Linked DNA regions of Mus musculus: region 2 is linked to region 1. Evidence: chromatin contacts called from public Hi-C data. All regions are on one chromosome and are shown on one strand. The core of a region is the stretch at or near the end of the contact, and the rest is flanking DNA. Distances in the headings are between cores, read along the strand shown.

The links. A called contact is a pair of places that touch in the nucleus more often than the background predicts.
Region 2: a contact with region 1 is called in a Hi-C map of liver, with 4 times the contacts expected there. The contact joins two enhancer-like sites. A contact is called at or near these places in 9 of 39 promoter capture datasets (the 3T3-L1 cell line, embryonic stem cells, hippocampal neurons and 3 more), 4 of 15 datasets of contacts at CTCF or cohesin (CD8 T cells, embryonic stem cells and large pre-B cells), 200 of 484 Hi-C or Micro-C datasets (the 3T3-L1 cell line, 3T3-L1-derived adipocytes, the 4T1 cell line and 108 more), 23 of 115 datasets of contacts at active chromatin or transcription factors (the 230-238 cell line, PVALB interneurons, acute myeloid leukemia and 15 more) and 3 of 9 other capture datasets (adipose tissue, liver and pancreatic islet).

The regions. Positions count from the first base shown.
Region 1 is chr5:33,054,545-33,058,141 of GRCm38.p6, forward strand. No RefSeq gene overlaps it. Among named protein-coding and RNA genes, the nearest start is that of Gm40278, 16 kb to the left of the region's middle. Within about 2 kb of position 2,022, at least 6 of the 459 cell types and tissues checked have an H3K27ac peak or open chromatin away from gene starts, as enhancers often do. A contact at or near this core is called in liver, where this site is marked.
Region 2 is chr5:33,140,567-33,144,163 of GRCm38.p6, forward strand. Slc5a1 (solute carrier family 5 (sodium/glucose cotransporter), member 1) reads left to right here. Exons shown (of 15, transcript NM_019810.4): 6 at 3,397-3,502. Among named protein-coding and RNA genes, the nearest start is that of Slc5a1, 38 kb to the left of the region's middle. Within about 2 kb of position 1,570, at least 12 of the 459 cell types and tissues checked have an H3K27ac peak or open chromatin away from gene starts, as enhancers often do. A contact at or near this core is called in liver, where this site is marked.

The sequences.
Region 1 (3,597 bases), core at 772-3,271:
ATGCCTGGTGCCAGAGGATGTCAGAAGGGAACATCAGATTCCCTGGAACCGGAGTTACAAATGGTTGTGAGCTGTCAGGCGGGTGCTGGGAATTGAACCCAGGTCCTCCAGAAGAGCAGCCAGTGCTGTTAACTGTTGTCCTCGTAAAACAGTGGAAACTTGACAGACACAGTGACAGCAAGGACCAATGAAAGGCAAGCCAAGGAAGGAGGCTGAGGGAGAAACCAACCTTCATCTTGGACCCGCAGCTTCTAGAACTGAGGGAAGATACATTTTTGTTGCCTAAACCATCTCATCATGGCCTCTCTAGAAAACCAACCTTCAATGCAGACTTTCCACCCTTCTCTTTGGCCTGTCAATCCCGTTGTTACAGAGGAGGGAGGAGGGGCTTGAGGAGAACTGTGAGGACCTAGCACTGTGGGTTGCCTGGGGCTGGGGGCTGCACTACACTGTTGTTTGCTTCAAGAACAGTGATAATAATAGCAGGAGGAGATGGTCTTAGATTTTCAGGAGTGAAGCCTGAGACAGGCTGGAACATGAAGATATTTCTGCACTGTGTGTGTCTGTGTGTGTGTGTGTGTGTGTGTGTGTGTGTGTGTGTGTGTACAAGCAGGATGGGAGCAGCTCTTGCTGCCCAGTTTCTTTCCTCTTCTTCTTTCCCTCCCTACCTCCTTCCCTTCTCCTCTCCTCTTCCTTCCTTCCCCATCCTCCTCCCCACCCCTCTTCTTTTCCTCCATCCTCCTATTTCTTTCTTCCCTCACCCTCCCCTCTACCTTTCCTCCTTCCTTCTCCTTCCTTCCTCTTTGTTTCTCCTTTCTCCCCCTCCTCTTCTCTTCTCCCTCATCCTTGTTTCCTGTAGCCTAGGCACTGGCTTTAGATGTACTTCATATCTGAAGATGACCTTGAACTTCCTCTCATCTTGTTTCCATTTCCCCAGTGTTGGGATCACAGGCATGCCTACCATGTTCAATTCATGTGGTGCTGAGACTTGAACCCAGGGCTTTATGTATGCCAGGAAGGCAAGCCCATCCACCAACTGAACCGTCTCCTAGTCTCCTAGTCTCCTAGCTACATTTTCTTACAAGGCAGTAGAGAAATTTTCCAGTGTCACAGCTAGAGTAAAGAACTCTGGTATCTCCACTGGAGTTTACTGTAACCAGGTACTGTCTGGTTTTAAAGCAAACTGCTTCACTTTTCATGTGACCTGGGACTTGCTTGTCAAGTGATCAGCCCATGTCACCTGACAAATTATAGAAAAAAACAAATTACAGAAAAAAAAAACAAACAAAATAAATCTCAAGTGGTCATCTCAATAATGAGTTTATGTCAAGCGTGGGCTCATAGGATCGAGGGTCAGACATGGCATGATTTCTACTCCAAAGGAAGTATCCAGGCAAGAGGAAAGCCATAGCATACAGTCACCACAACCCAGGTGGCCACCTTTATGTGAGATACAGTGGAGGAGGCTATGGCAGAGGGTCTTGAGGAGGCAGAAGAGGTTTGATGGAGGAGGTAAGGATTGGCAGAATTTAATAGGAAAAAAAAAGTTGCAGGGAGTGGCAAACTCTGATCTGGAGGGCTGGACAATGGCACCTGGACCACGGAGGCAGGACCTCACCATAGAGTTATGCCTGGTAAAGATTAAAAGAGAAAACACGAAACTAGGTTAATTTTTGAATTATTTTGGAACTGACCCAGCCCAATGGTTAATCTGTTTGACCCCTTTAGGAATGGCTTGGACCCTGTCCCAGGTGTACCTAACACAAGCTGAGGATCTGAGGCAGCCAGAGCAGAGCTGAGAAGGGACCTTGGAGCTCACACTATCCAAGCCGTGAATCTTTCCCAGAGGCAAAATGAGGACAGGGCAGAGCAGGCGAGAGGGGCTGGGATTTCACGAGGAGTTGATGGTCAAAATAGGGCCCCGAGCTCAGGTTTCCAGAGTCAGTCTAGGCTCTTTCCTAGACCATTACTGGGCTGAGAAGTGAACGGGCTTCAGAGACTTTTACCCAGTGCTGGGCAAGGTCAAAAGTCTAGGTCCAGTCTCATCTATGTAGCTGTGTAACTGTTTCAGGGTGTAGCGTCAACCGAGTTCCTTGTCAGTAACCAACACCAGCAGTCTCTGGGCCTGGGGTCTTTAACAGTGACCAGAAACCCCTGTAGCTTCCACCAAGCTAACTGATACTGCTAACTCTCCAGAAGGACTTGGGGCCTGCGACTATATGCTGTGGTTTTGTGGTTGTGAGTTTTTTCTAAATGCTTATTCTGCTCTTAAGGAAGCTGAATCACCTGACACCTGAAGAGAAACTCTTTTAAGATTATGTAAGTGTGTGTGTGTGTGTGTGTGTGTGTGTGTGTGTGTACGTACGTGTGTACCTGTGTGCAGGTAGGTGCCCATGGAGGCCAGAAGAGTACACTGGAAACCTGGGCCTGGCGTTAAGGCAGCTGTGAGATGTTGTGTGGCCTTTGGGAACCTAACTTGAGTCTTCTGCAAGAGCAGTGTGTCCACAGACCAGAGAGACGGCTCAGCAGTGAAGAGCACTGGCTGCCCTTTGGCTGACCAGGATTTGATTGCCAGCACCCATGTGGTGGCTCACAACCATCTGTAACTCCAGTTTCAAGGAATCTGAGGCCCTCTTCTGGCCTCTCTGGGCAGCAGGAATGCATATGGTACACAGACACAGACACACAGATACACAGACACACAGACACACAGACACAGACACAGACACATCCATACGTGTGTTAAACATCCACAGACAAAATATATAATCTAAAGAAATTACTAACAAAAGAGCAGTATGTGTGCTTAACTACTGAGCTGCCTCTCCAGCCGTGTTCTGTCATTTCTTTAGAAAATGTATTGTTATTCCTCTAGAAACTCTAAAAGTGTCTTTCTTGGCCATTTCTTTGGACTCTACTGTTTCAGGACTCCAATTACTATGTAGCAGGAGATAACTTTGGGCTCCAAATTCTCTCTCCCCATCTTCAGAGTATTGGAGTCACAGGCATCTGCACTATGCACAGTTTTGTGTGATGGTCGGTACTGAATGCAGGCCTGTGTGGTTGCTAGGCATGTACTTTACCAACTAAGCTACACCCCAGCCCTCCACTATATTCTCTCTCTCTCTCTCTCTCTCTCTCTCTCTCTCTCTCTCCCCTCTCACCTCTTCCCTCCCTCCCTCCCTCCCTCCCTCCCTCCCTCCCTCCCTCCCTCCCTCCCATATGTCTGTCTGTCTTTCTTTCTTTCTTTCTTTCTTTCTTTCTTTCTTTCTTTCTTTCTTTCTTTCTTTCTTTATTTCTGTTGTTGTTTTCGAGACAGGGTTTCTCTGTATAGCCCTGGCTGTCCTGGAACTCACTTTGTAGACCAGGCTGGCCTCAAACTCAGAAATTCACCTGCCTCTGCCTCCCAAGTGCTGGGATTAAAGTCATAAGTCATGCACCACCACTGCCTGCCTCTCTCTCTCTCTCTCTCTCTCAATCTCTCTTTCTCTCTCTATCTCTCAATCTCCTTCCTTCTCTTTCCTTCTTTCCTTTATAGACAAGTTATCTTTGTGTCCCCAGATCTGAAGCTCATGATGTAGACCAGGCATACCAGTC
Region 2 (3,597 bases), core at 320-2,819, 86 kb after region 1:
TTCATTGTCTTCTTCTAATTCCTCCCAAGTCCTCTTCCTCCAACTTCTTCCATATCACCCTATAGTGATAGTCTTTTAAAAATTATCATTGGTTATTACATACATACACACACATACACGTTTGTCTGTATAATGGCTGCATAAATAAGACAGAAACAATGGCAGCATCAGTACAGAACACTAACAGAGAACAGGAAAAGCCTTATGTGCCCCACTCCTAGACAATGAACTAAAGACAACTGCTGATTGAGAGAGGGAATCACTCCCAGGGATGATGATGATGACGATGACGATGACAATGACAATAATAAACCTGATAGTCTGTTCAATACAAAATCATCAACCTTGAAACCACAGCCAGACAAACATCAATACATTTTTAGGTACAAAAATATTTATTAAGTTATTTAATACATCAAGTGCATAGCTTTTAGAAAATGTAAAATTCCTATAATGAGCATATATTTATAAACTTTTAAGAGTTTTTTTCTACTTCTAAGTGGTTATGGTTACCTTTTCCAAAATCCTTGAGATTTATGACTTTTGTTTATAATAAGCCAAATGTTTACTGATCTTGTTATTGGCCAAGCAGATATCTCAAAGATGAGGAAAAAGGAATTCAAGTTGGATATATTTCAGGCAAAATGCCAGAAAAATTCAATAATGTCAAACATAATAATTTGAAAACATATTTCTTAATTAACTAGTTCCCTATTTTATATTGGCAAAGATTGTCAACATCTAAATTCAGAACATTTAGCTCTGAAGCTCTCAGAATGCTTCCCTTTCATTAGTATAATGGTAAAATCCTGGAACTTAGGCAGTGCATGTCACTGGTACCTTTTCTTGAGATGGCTCATGTAGTCTGGCAAACAGTGATAAAGTATCTCAGTGCCTGGTGTTGAACTTGTCCCAATGTTGAGTCTCTGACCTCGCCCATTTCTTCCCACATCCTTCCCCCGGGAGATCCGAGTTTTTTCTAGTTCTCTTGTGTGCTTTTTTTTATGCTTTTGATGTTTTGGGAAGTAGACAGGCTTCCATTTGATGAGGGAAGGAGCGACCTAGTCCAGGAGCTGAGGCTGATAACAGTCAGCAGAATTCCCGGATGCTGTTGGGGACATGTTAGGAACCAAAACTGAGACTTTGAAGTTCATTAAATCTTCTCTGTGTATCCTTTAGTGATTTTCAAGTCTTGTATATTCTTCAAATAGAACATTTTGCCTACTTAGCCCAGGTTTTCTGTTTTTAATTCTTTCTTTGCCTCCGAGGCTTCCAGTTTCTCCTGTTGTCTCTTTAATTCGTTTCCATGAAGAGAATTTCTCTTTTCTGAGCACTTTCAGATTGTTGTAGTTTACCTTAGCTTGATTATCCTTCTCTCTCCACGGTACGGAGTTACTGTTGCTCTTCCAAACACCGTATCTGTTCTTCTTCCAGGGCCACAGAAGAGCAAACTCAACCTCTCAGCTTCCAGTTTCGCTTTTCCAACTTGGCCTCTTAAATGTCGGCATTCTTGTCTTACTCTCTCGGCCATTTCCTTCATCTTTGTTTATTAGTTTGAATTCAGCAGGTCGTTCTCCGCGCCAGTGAGGTCATGTAGATCAATCAGCAAATGGCTGGTTGGCTGAGGTCACATGGATCTGCAAACAGCTGATTCAGAATTTTTCTTTTTCTTACATTGTGTTTTCAGTACTTACCGTTTCCTGCTGAAGTTTTAACTTTTCATCTCCTAATGCCATAAGACTTTGAGCTTTCCTTGGCAGCTTGTACTTTACGTATTAATTCCCAATCTCTTTCCAATGAGAGAAGTTTGTGCTGTTCAACATGTCTTGAGAATTTCATTGTCTGACTGCAATCCCCAAAGTATAGGCAGAAAGGAGCAAACACCAATACCTTTTTGAATATCAAAATAATGCGTGCTGTGTTAGTCTTGGTAAACTGTAAAATTCCCTAGAAAGGAAGAAAAACACCCCCAGGAAAACACTGACAATTGAGGCGGATAGTAGGGGCTAAAAACCAACACCTGAGCCTTCGAAATAAAACAGGTTTACTCAGCTGGGGTCAGCTATAGTCACTTAGTTATGGTATCCTTAGTAGGAATTTTGGGGTCCCCAGGATAGAATTCATGAGAGGAAGAGTTTGTACTCTCTCTCTCTCTCTTCCTTTCCTTCTCTCTCCTCCCTCCCTCCCTCCCTCTCTTCCTTTCTTTCTGTTTCGATTAAGCACAAAAGTTTCCTTTATCTGTGCTGGATACAAGCAGCATATCATAAAATTAAGTTTTCTATTAGGCAACACTTAAGCATCTGCACCTGCGAGCATGCACGAATAACATCAGTATGTGGATTTAGGCATTAAATTCTCAACTTTATGACACACTGAAACCATAGCAAAGGGCGGAAGGATGTGGGAGGGGACCTAAGCACTGCAGGGCTCTAAGCAACTGCAATAGAGTGAGGAAGAGGCTCATGAAAACTGTGTGTGTGTGTGTGTGTGTGTGTGTGTGTGTGTGTAAGAGTCCAACCCCTTTGTTGGTCCCTTCCCAAGGAGTCTGATTGGATTATTTTGCAGATTTCTAAAATTTATTAGATATTATGCAATAAAATAAAACCTCATACATTCCATGAAGAAGTCTAATTTCTCTCTGCCAAATCTGAAAAGATTTACCAAGTCGCCTCTTCCTGGTAGCACAACATTTTGGCACCCTCTGCTGTTTTAAATTAGAAACTGCACATCACCCAGCCATGTAGCTTAATTAGAGGTAGAGATTGGAAGAATTGTATAAAGAACACAGTGGATTCGACAGTATGAGGGAACAAGCCCCCCCTGAAAATTACTCCAGACAGTGTAAGCCGAATCACTAGAAGCTTGTGAGAGGCCCTTGGTGTTCCGGATGAAGTCTTTTTGGGCCAGGCAGGTAAAATTAAAATTCTGCTGAAGAAGCTGGTGAGTGGGGCTAGGTTTCCCACTTGCAGATCTGAAGCATTAAGACTTGTTTTTGTGGGCAGACCTGTGCACACGGATGCGAAAAAGCTAGGAGTCATGGCTAAGGGCAGCAGCTGACGGGTGGGATGCTGACAGACTCTTTCATAGTTAAATGTTTGTGGAGCATCTTGTCCCATGATCCTCAGTGAGGGACTCACAGTGTATGGTACTAAAGATTAAGGGACGTCGTGTGGCATGTGGCCACTTTCAATTTGCTTAATCTAGCATTTCATAGATTTTTTAAAAATTATGACCACAGAATCCTTCTTGTAATGTGCTAACTATTATTATGAATAAAGCTTAATATACTATTAATACTATTAATGTACTATTATGAATAAAGCTTGCTTGAAAACCCAGGAATACCCCTGTGTCCAGATAGCCTCTCTCACTTCTGCCTCTCTTCTCTCCTTGCAGGCAGACATCTTCTCCGGGGCTATATTCATCAATCTAGCCTTGGGCCTGGATATATACTTGGCCATTTTCATCCTGCTAGCAATCACTGCCCTTTATACAATCACAGGTGAGTCTATTCAAGAGAATCCAAAGCTTGAGCCTGTTCCAGCATTAGTCACATGTTAGGATGGAGGCGGTAGGATTTGAGAATGGCTGTTACTT